2 separate regions of the Sus scrofa genome follow, and region 1 is linked to region 2. Evidence: chromatin contacts called from public Hi-C data. All regions are on one chromosome and are shown on one strand. The core of a region is the stretch at or near the end of the contact, and the rest is flanking DNA. Distances in the headings are between cores, read along the strand shown. Region 1 overlaps TSPAN11 (tetraspanin-11). Region 2 overlaps LOC102161833 (a long non-coding RNA gene).

Evidence for each region. Hi-C and Micro-C count contacts between places; a contact is called where the count stands out from the background.
Region 1: a Hi-C map of omental adipose tissue shows a contact between it and region 2, with 1.5 times the contacts expected there. The contact joins two enhancer-like sites. A contact is called at or near these places in 6 of 47 Hi-C or Micro-C datasets (alveolar macrophages, embryonic fibroblasts, fetal heart ventricle and 3 more).

Annotation. Positions count from the first base shown.
Region 1 is chr5:66,895,078-66,899,785 of Sscrofa11.1, reverse strand. All of the region lies in intron 4 of TSPAN11 (tetraspanin-11), which reads right to left. Among named protein-coding and RNA genes, the nearest start is that of TSPAN11, 45 kb to the right of the region's middle. Within about 2 kb of position 3,260, at least 6 of the 83 cell types and tissues checked have an H3K27ac peak or open chromatin away from gene starts, as enhancers often do. A contact at or near this core is called in omental adipose tissue, where this site is marked.
Region 2 is chr5:66,814,950-66,819,438 of Sscrofa11.1, reverse strand. It overlaps LOC102161833 (a long non-coding RNA gene), which reads left to right. Exons shown (of 4, transcript XR_002344135.1): 2 at 174-331. Among named protein-coding and RNA genes, the nearest start is that of TSPAN11, 36 kb to the left of the region's middle. Within about 2 kb of position 3,043, at least 3 of the 83 cell types and tissues checked have an H3K27ac peak or open chromatin away from gene starts, as enhancers often do. A contact at or near this core is called in omental adipose tissue, where this site is marked.

The DNA.
Region 1 (4,708 bases), core at 2,011-4,510, 80 kb before region 2:
TAAGGATGAGATGCCAGGTGAGGGAGGAGGGATGAGCCTGCTAGACAGAGGGGAGAGGAGGCAGGAAGCCTGGAGGGTGCTGAAGTTCAGGGAGGGGGAGGGCAGGCAAGGCTGGGCATGGAGAGGCTGACTGGGCAGCAGCCCCAAGGCTGGGAACCAGCAAAGGCAGAGACCTGGGAAGGCACCGCAGTGTCTCATCCAGCCCTTTAGGGCCCTGCAGGGGGCTCTAAATTCCCCTCACTGCGCTCTGCAAGCTCTCAGCGCTGCTGGCTGATTCCTGGCTGTGCACTGGGCCAGCCTCCCACCCCCAGCTGGTGTCACTGCGCAGCCATCCTGGGGTGGTCTTGCAGGAGCCAAAGGGTGGGAAATGCATGCCAGGCCCATGTGGCTGGGAGGGGGCAGGAGAGGGGGCTGAGAGAGGAGGCGGAAGAGGCCAAGGGAGGGAGGAGGAAAGTGGGGGGGGGGGCGCTGTTGCCTGAAGATGGCCTCTCCCCCTGAGCACTGGCTGGCATTGCCCACAGCTTGGCCAGCCCAAGGTCACTGGGGTCACTGGATTCTGGGGAGGAGTCAGCCTGGGGCGAGCTCCAGCTCCAGGGCTCATCAGGTAGGAAAGGTGAGGCATGTGGGGGCCAGGGTCGGGGTACAGGTGGGAAGGAGACATGTGGGCAGGGGCTCGGGCTCTGTGCTGATGGAGTCCGCTGGCCTGCAGGCCTGACCTGCCCTCCTTCCAGCCCACACAGGACCCTGCATGCAGACACATGTGCCCTCGGTGGCGGGAGGGCACCAGCTGTGCAGCGGGAGGGCAGTGCTGGCCGCCTTCCTTCTGCAGGGGGCCCGGTGCCTCTCCATCAAGCAGGAGGGTGGCCCTGACGATGCGGCAGTGCAGTGCCATGCTGTTCCCGGGACATCACTGCTGCAGTTGCTCTTGAAGCCAGGCTGCGGGGAGGGTGCATGGGAAGGGAGGGGAACCCAGCTGCATCCCTGATGGGCTGACAGGTAAATGAGTACCTGCCAGCCCCTCAAAACCATCCCAAGGCATCAAGCTGGCATCAACCCGGCTAACCAACCTGCTGGGGTTGTCAGGAGAGGAAGAGCACTTCTGAGAGTCTCTGGTTCTCCCTCCCACCCAGGAGCTCCCACCTTTGCCAGGGAGTGAGGCTGAGGCTCCGGGGGATGGAGGGCAGGGTGCCAGGGTGCTCGATGGGCACGGGCACTGGCTCCAGGCAGCAGCTTGCTTGGTGGGCGGTGGGGGTGGGGGGATGCAGGTGTGTGACTCACCTGTGTGGGGGAGGCCCTGAATCAGCGGCAGTGACAGTCCCCGGGAGACAGGGGAAGGGTCACGCTCACTGGGACCTTCCCACACTGGGATCCTTCTGTACTGGTTCCCTGGCGGCCTGGCTTCTGGAGCTGGCTGGCTGGCTGGAGCCTGGGCACTGGGGACGGGCTGGTGGGGTCCTGCCATGGGGGGCCGTGAGCCCTAACATGCCTCGGTCTGCCACTCCGCCTTCCACTCTAGCAAGCCTCCCTGGGTCCACCCAAATCCCCTCGGCACTCCCACAGCTCAGGGGCTGTCACACTGCCAAGCCTCCCACCATGCATGGGCAGGCCCCGTGGCAAAGACGGTCTGGCCTAAATGTCACCAGCGCCAAGGCTGAGACACTGATTTACACTTTCCCGTCAGGTCCTAAGGCTGATGCTGGAACCTGATTTGCATACATGCCCCTATGCATTATGGGAGACACGATAAATAAGAGCCGAAGAAGGTTATCTGGTTCCTGAGAAGCCTGAACTTCATGGACAGAAGCAGGTGAGGGGTTTCACCCTGTACCTGCCTCGGAGGGCACCTTTGTGGCAGGCAGTTGCTTAGCCCCTCTCAAGGGAGGAACAGTGACACCTACACGGCTTCAGCTGAGGGCAGCCTAGGGCTGCTGCTGGCCGGCTGTGCCCTGAGGTCCCCAGGTGGGCCCCTGGGGAGGAGTGGGCCTCAATGCCTGTATAGTGGCTGTCCAGTGGTTGTCCCTAGGAAGCACGAAGAAGAAGTTTCTGGAGTACAGTTTGCCCCCTTTACCCTTTAAATTTGGTTTGGCTTCAGTTTGGAACTATTTTTTTTTTTTTTTGTCTTTTTGGGGCTGTACCCACAGCATATGGAGCTTCCCAGGCTAGGGGTCCAATCAGAGCTGTAGCTGCCGAACTATGCCAGAGCCATGGCCACAGCAATGTGGGATCTGAGCCGTGTCTGTCACCTACACCACAGCTCACGGCAATGCTGGATCCTTAACCCACTGAGCAAGGTCAGGGATTGAACCCACATCCTCATGAATACTAGTTGTTAACAGCTGAGCACGATGGGAACTCCGGGTTTGAAATTACTAAACAAAATCAGCAAAAGTTTCTCAGATGCTCTGTAACTTGGAGAAGTCGTATTTCTGCCTAAGTCAGACATCCTGGACGGTGAGTCCACTATTCCCAAGGGGCCTCAGAATTCCCGGTCTGCAGCTTAGGGGGTGATAACCCAACTCAGGGGGCGCCACCTTCTCAGGAGCAGAGGAGAGGCAGGGTTTCTATGGTGGAGCAATGGAGGCCTCCCTTTCCACAACACCCCCCAAAAAAATCAGCCCCCCAAAGTCAGTGCCCCATCCGCCTGGGCAGCCCCCTGGCTCACACAGTGGGTGCTTCCTGACACCAGCTCGCTTGTGCCAGCATTCCCACACCACTCCCAGTCACCCTGGGAGCATGGTTTTGCTCAGCACCCTGCCGTGTGGGCACCAGCATCAGCCGTACTTTATCCATGAGGACATGGGCATGGAGAGGCTACAGCTTGGCCAAGGTCACATGGCCAGCGCATGGCTGAGTCTGGAACTGAACCCAGGGATCCTGGCTGCAGAGCCTGTGCTTACTTGCTGGGCACCCCCAGTGGCTGGCAGGTGGGTGGATAGGCTGGTGGGGCTGGCGGGACGTGGCGGGGGCACGGTTTGATGCATGGGGGGTGTCAGGAGAGCAAGGGGAGAATGTGAAGACGGCAATGAGAGGCAGAGGGGAAATCCAGGCACAGGAGGGTCTCTCTCCGGCCCCCACTCAGCCCACAGCCCTCCGTGTCAGCAGAGCAGGCCGGGCGCGGCCCCTCCTGGGCAGACGGCCCGGCTGCTTGACGCCTGGGCCAGGTTCCCAGCCGTGGCTCTAAAGCCCACGTCTGTCCCCTTTGCTGTACTCAGCCCAGCCTGATCCTCTCGCAGTGGAGTCTCTGCCGGCCCCGCCTGGGTTCGCTGCCCCAACCACATCTGTGTTGTGCAGCTGTGAGCCGTCAAGTCCAAGCTCAGGCAAGGCCTCCACAAAGCCCTTGCTCAGCAAGAAGGTCCAGACCTCGACTCGTGGCCACACCTCACTTCTGAGCCCCGTCTGACGCATGCCTGTCCCGCTCTGGGGAAGCTGTGGACACTCTGATGGCCGTCTGCCCTCCTGCTCTAACCTGCACCCTGTCCTGTCCCTGAGCACCGCGGAGAGAAGTGAACCCCACACAACCCCTCCCCGCCCCGCCATCTGCCCTGCCCCCAGTCCTTCCAGAATCGACTGCCTGAATCTTGTTCTGATAGAAACCAGTAATGCGAATTCCAAAGAACACTCTCGTAGCCACTGCCCCCAGGCCCCTCTGTGACAACTGTCACCTCCAAACATGCCAAGCTGGACCCCAAACGTGGAAGGGACCGGCCTGGCAAGCACAGAACAAGACCCAAACATTCTTCTCTCCCCTTGTACCATCCATCAAAGGTGGTTTTTTTTTTTTTTTTTCCTCCTTTAATTCTTTAATAGAACAGTTTGAACCAAAAGCAGAGTTGGATATTTTCTAAAGCTATAGATCCAAAATGAAGCTGGAACAGCCCAGGACTCTCTGAACCAAACTGACACTTTCCTTAATGAGAGGCTCTGCGGGAACCTTCCTCATCGCGACATAAGATGATTAATCCGCAGGCAGGTCTTCAGATGGACAAGCTGAGCCCCAAACAGTTTCTGGGGCGGACTGACTGGTGCCCACAAGACTGGGCAGCTCAGCGCCAGCTGGTGCCACCCTGGAGATAGGTTCAAAGAACTTTATACGACGAGACTTTTGGAATTTCTTATGGGACTGATTCTGCCACAAAAAAGGGAGTTGTCCTCTGTCTCATCTGCATCCGCACGAGTAGGGATGGCAACCAAGCCGCAGCTGGAACTCGGCTCGGTGTGCAGGCAGTGGGGTTGGGGTGGAGGCACCCAGTCTACCCTCAGGGCATCCGTGAAACAGGAGGGTCACGGTGCAGCCGAGGTTAAGCCACGGGGAGAGGCCCATCATGGTCATGGGAGGTCAGGAGCTCCGAATGGCAGAAGCCAAAGAGGCTGAACTAGAAAAGATGGAGCCAGCTGTTTAAGTGACAGTGACCTCAGGGCACATTATTTTCTGGTAATTAACCGCCAGCTGGCTGGAGGAGGTCAGGGTGCAGGGGTGCAGCTACCCCCCCCCATTAGTGCAGAGAAGAGAGGGCGAGGATTTTGGAGGCTCAAGCCATTCTAGTAACAAGATGTCACTGTTGGAGAACGAAAGTGGCCGCTACCCTCCTGGCCTCAGCCCGGGGCTCCCAGCCCAGGTGGTCCAGCCGCAGCGACTCCACCTGAGGGTGGCTTTCCAGGGCGCTAAGGGTGCTCTGGTCTGATGCTAAGACCCAGTTCTGCCCTAAGG
Region 2 (4,489 bases), core at 1,794-4,293:
CCACCTGGAGGATTTGGGGCGGGTGATTTAACCTCTCTGTGCTTCGATTTCCCATCTGTAAAATGAGGACCGTGGTGGTATTTACTTCACAGCATTTTGTAGGCGTGTGAAACACTCAGAACGGCTCCTGGCACAGAGCAAGGCTCAGTACCCGTCTCTGTCATTGTTCTCAGCTTTCCAGGTGGTGGCAGCTGCCACTCCACAGGAAGGCGCCTGGGCGAGGCTGCCACAGGAGGCACACGTGTCCGGTCTCTCCACAACTCAACACTCGAAATGACACTCGAAATACTCTTCAGCCCTTGTGATGGGAGAACGAATACGGGGACAGGGGGTAAGTAGTCAGAAGAGGGAAGGAACCTCGAATACACCCTCAGGTCACCGAAGAGGGAAACCAGAGCTAAGTGTTTCTAAGAGAAGCTTCTTGGAACTAAATCTTACACATCGGATTTGGTCATGGGTTAACGGAGGGGGTTGTTGAACCGCACTGCCCTCCTGGCTCCCTGCAACCCTGTGGTGTTGCTGGACATTTTAGAGGCAGTTTCTGCTCAAACAAAAAAAAAAAAAAAACCAAACAAACAAAACAAAACAGGCGATGTGAACTGAGGGGGGCTGAGTAAAATGCTTCTGACAGAGCCGTGCAAACCTTGGTTCCGGTCGTTTCATGACCAGCTTCCAAACGAGTGATAGATGGGCTGGGATTCCAGGCTGGTCCAGCCCTACTGCTGATGAGGCCAGTGATCTAGCCAGTGTCCGGAAGGGCTCGAAATGGATGCTGAACCTGGCATCCTGAAGAGACCTTCCCGCATCCTGTAGCTTCAAGAGGGCTGTGCGCGTGCATGCATGTGTGTGTGTTTGCGTGTGTGGTGTTGCTTTGTCAAGTGTGAATCTAACAACCCTGTCTCTCCCTCCATCGGGTCCTAACTCCTCCTTCCCTCCCCTGCCCTGGTCTTTGTTCAGATGCTGTGCTGGTTCCCTTTGGGGAGGTGCCTGGACAGACCTGGGGAGGCAGTGACTGGTGGCTCTTCTCTCCTCTTGGTGGGGGGGAGCGTGGGGGTGGGTGGGCTCCTAGCTTGAGAGGAAAAGGCTGAGGGTGTACTGGGGGAACAGGTGATGCAGAGATGGTGCTGCGGCGTGGAAGCTGGGGGATGTAAATGTTAGGGGTGGGTAGAAAATGTACCAAGATATTTTGAGGGCTAAATTTGTTCTAGAAGTTAAATGCATAGGATGTGATGAATCAGAAGAACAAGAGCCACTTAAGATTTTTAAAGCCATTGGGTTGCCCAGGCAATACGCAGACGCTTTGTGGACAGCTTGTCCTTAGCTGGAAACATTTACACGGCACGTGACCTCCTCGAACGTGCTCCCATGAAACCCTGGAGTGCTGGCGAGGGCCAGGAGACCAAGACCCGGGAGGACCAGTGGTTTGCTCAAGGTCACAAAACGGGTTTGTTGCAGAGCTGACGGGAGTGTCCAGGTCGCCCTGCACCCTGCGGCTACCTCCAGGGGCTGTCACTTGGCTCTGTCAACTTGCTTTTGATGTCCTGCGCAGGACGCCGAAGCTGCCACAACCTTCAGACCCTCTCACCCTGAGAGACAGGCAGGGGCACGCCCCATGCTGACCAGCCACGAGGCTGTATTTGATCTTCCAGCTTCCAGATCTCCTGTCCAGTTTCACCTGCTGGTTCTGGAGGAGGACAACTTGGACCACCCACGTGCCTGAGCAAATGGCTTTTCTCTCTGCTCCCCTCCCCACTCACCCAAGGTTTAATCCATCGCCGAGACCTTTCAATTCCACGTGTTTAAAATCTCTAATCCCCTATTTCTCCCCGACCCTGCTCCGAACGAACACCTGTCAGTCACATCAGCCCCCCGCTGGCCTCCCCTCCCCCACTCTTCTCTTTCCATCTATTCCATCCATTCTGGTGCCTAAGACTTCACCCCATCTCTCTCCTGCTGGAAATCCTTCCGAGGCGCCCAAAGACCTTATCCCAGGCCTGCCTGCCTCTCCAGACTTGGCCCTGCTTGGTCTTGCACGCTGCCTCCAGCCAGGGTGCACCGCCGTCCCCTCCTCTCCTCGTGCTATGGGTACTTGGCGATGGGGCCGGAAGGAGGCAGAGAGAGGACGGCTCAGATCCTGGGTCCAAGCTGTGGGGAACCTCTTGCCAGCACCAAACTTCCCCCTTCACCTGGAATATTCTCTGCCCACGGAGCCCTGCCATGGGAGGTGGGTGTGGTCTACCAAAGCAAGGCTGCAAACCCAAAGCCATCTCTCTCCAGATAGCCCATCCTGATTCGGTGAGCAGACCACAGTGACTCTTAAGAGCCTGGACATTTCTTTCTGGCCACGTGAGCCAGCTGTTCAATGTGAGAGGCTGTGAGCCTCAGTTTCCTCATCTGGGAAATGGGGCTGACAGCTGTCCTGCTGTGTGGATGACTTTTTTTTTTGGCTGCCCAGCATATGAACCTCCTTTGTATTCTGGGGACTCCTCTGTGTGAGCCCCTGCCTCCTGGCTTGAAGCTGAAAAATGCTCTACGGTCACCGCCCCTGCCCCCGCCCCCCAGCAGTGAAGGAGGTAGGTGTTTCTGCCTCAGTCTTCGGACCTTGAGAACAATGCAGAGATGCAGGGACAGTGGAGTAGCAGTGACAATGACAGTGGAGGCTGTCACCAGGGTGTTCAGCCTAGACTCCCTCTGCAGTGGGAGCTTAGTTCCTGTCTTCCCTGTCTTCTAGAATTGTCTGGGCACAGCACCATCTCCTCCCAGTAAATTCCATCCCTGCTCTTCAGCAGGCCAGCCAGGTCTGTGGATGGAACCAGGAGTTCCGGCTCCAAACCCCACTTCCCTAATAGGCTGATGGGATCAAGCAGGACACTTAGCTGGGCCTGCTTCAGTGAAACTCAGCCCTGTGGCGAGGGGGAGGGGCCCGGGACGGCGGCACGCAGGCCTTAGAGAAAGCTGACATCGTCACAGTCACAGTCACATCGAAGGCAGGCATCCTTGGTGAGGCGGAGCTGTTGTGAACCTGCTCTGTGAGGCCAAGGAAAATGTGAGACGCGCTGCTTATCTCACCAGTTGAGAGCGCTTCCATCCCCTCCTCCCCTGTGCCTTCAGTTCAGCTTAAAAACATCACTTTTCAAAAGGAAACGGAGAGCAGTGTGGGTCCAGTGCAGTAATACCCAGGAGCAGGGATTTATTTCTGCACCGTGTCTCTTGGGTTTGGGTCCAATGTGGCCTTTTAATCTGGCAGCACGCAGGCTGGAAACACAGCCTTGCAGGCCCAGCGGTGGAGCCTTACATGCTGCCTGCCAAGTTTTGGGCTTTCTGGGGGAGGGAGGCAGCCCCTTAGGAACTCGGTCTCAGCCCTCCTCCAGGGTGAGGCCAGCCTGCCGGAGATGTTCCTCGTTAACTCGTTGGCTTCACACCCATCAGCCAAAGGCCTGTGGTTTCCTCTACCCTGCGCAACACTGGGGCACCAGAGCCTGAAACCGGCCCTGGGGACAGAAAAGACACAACATCAAGCCCCCACCCCGAACCCATCTTCCTTAACTGCCACTTTGGGAAAAGAGGCACTTTAAAGGCCCAGTATGTAATTATAGTGTTTTTAAATTTTTTACATTTTGAAAGAGCAAGTTGTCACGCAGACATATGTGAAAGCAGAGCCATTAACCTCACAGAGAATAAAGGGCAACAGCCTGGCAGACCTAGCCCAAGGCTGCTGTAGGGGGCGCTTGCCCATCTCTCTGCTGCTGTCAGCCTCCACTGGGGTGGTGATCCCCCCCTGGGTGGTGCTCCTCCCACGGTGGTGCTCCCACCAGGGCGGTGCTTCCCCAGGGCGGTGCTTCCCAGGGCAATGCTCCCCTGGGGTGTTGCTCCCCCAGGGTGATGCCCCTCTGGGGTTATGCTCCTCTGGGGTGATGCTACCCTGGGGTGGTGCTCCCCGGGGTGGTGCTCCCCTAGGGTGGCGTGGCTGTGTTAGAGTCTGCATGGAGCCTGAAGGCCCTTTGGGATGGATAGTGGGGACATGGGGTCTGCACTGAGGGCTGGAGGTAGTGCATGGCTGCCTGGAGCTATGAGTAGCTCAGAACCAGCTCTCCTTTTAGCTCTTTGGGTTTTGGTTTCCTCACCTGTAAAATGAGGGGGTGAAACGATGTCTGAGCTTTTCCTTATTTCCCCCGAGCCTCTGAGGTGTCAGGCTGCTGGGCTGCTGCTCTGGGGTTTGGGCCAAAGCCGGTCTCTCCTTTATCAGCTGTTACAATAGACAAAAGCCGGTATTCACCCCCCCACCCCAGGTTTATCTAGGTGATAAACCCGAAATTGCATGGGTTTATCTGGGTGATAAACAAGAGAAGCTGGAGCTGCAGGTGCCCATGTCCCACCTGGAAATGAGATGGCTGCGCCTTTGTCAGCTAAGATCAAACTGATGGGAGGAGCTGGGCGAAGTCCTGCCGTCTGTGGATCCCAGATGTCGGCCCACCAAAGGGCAAGGCCA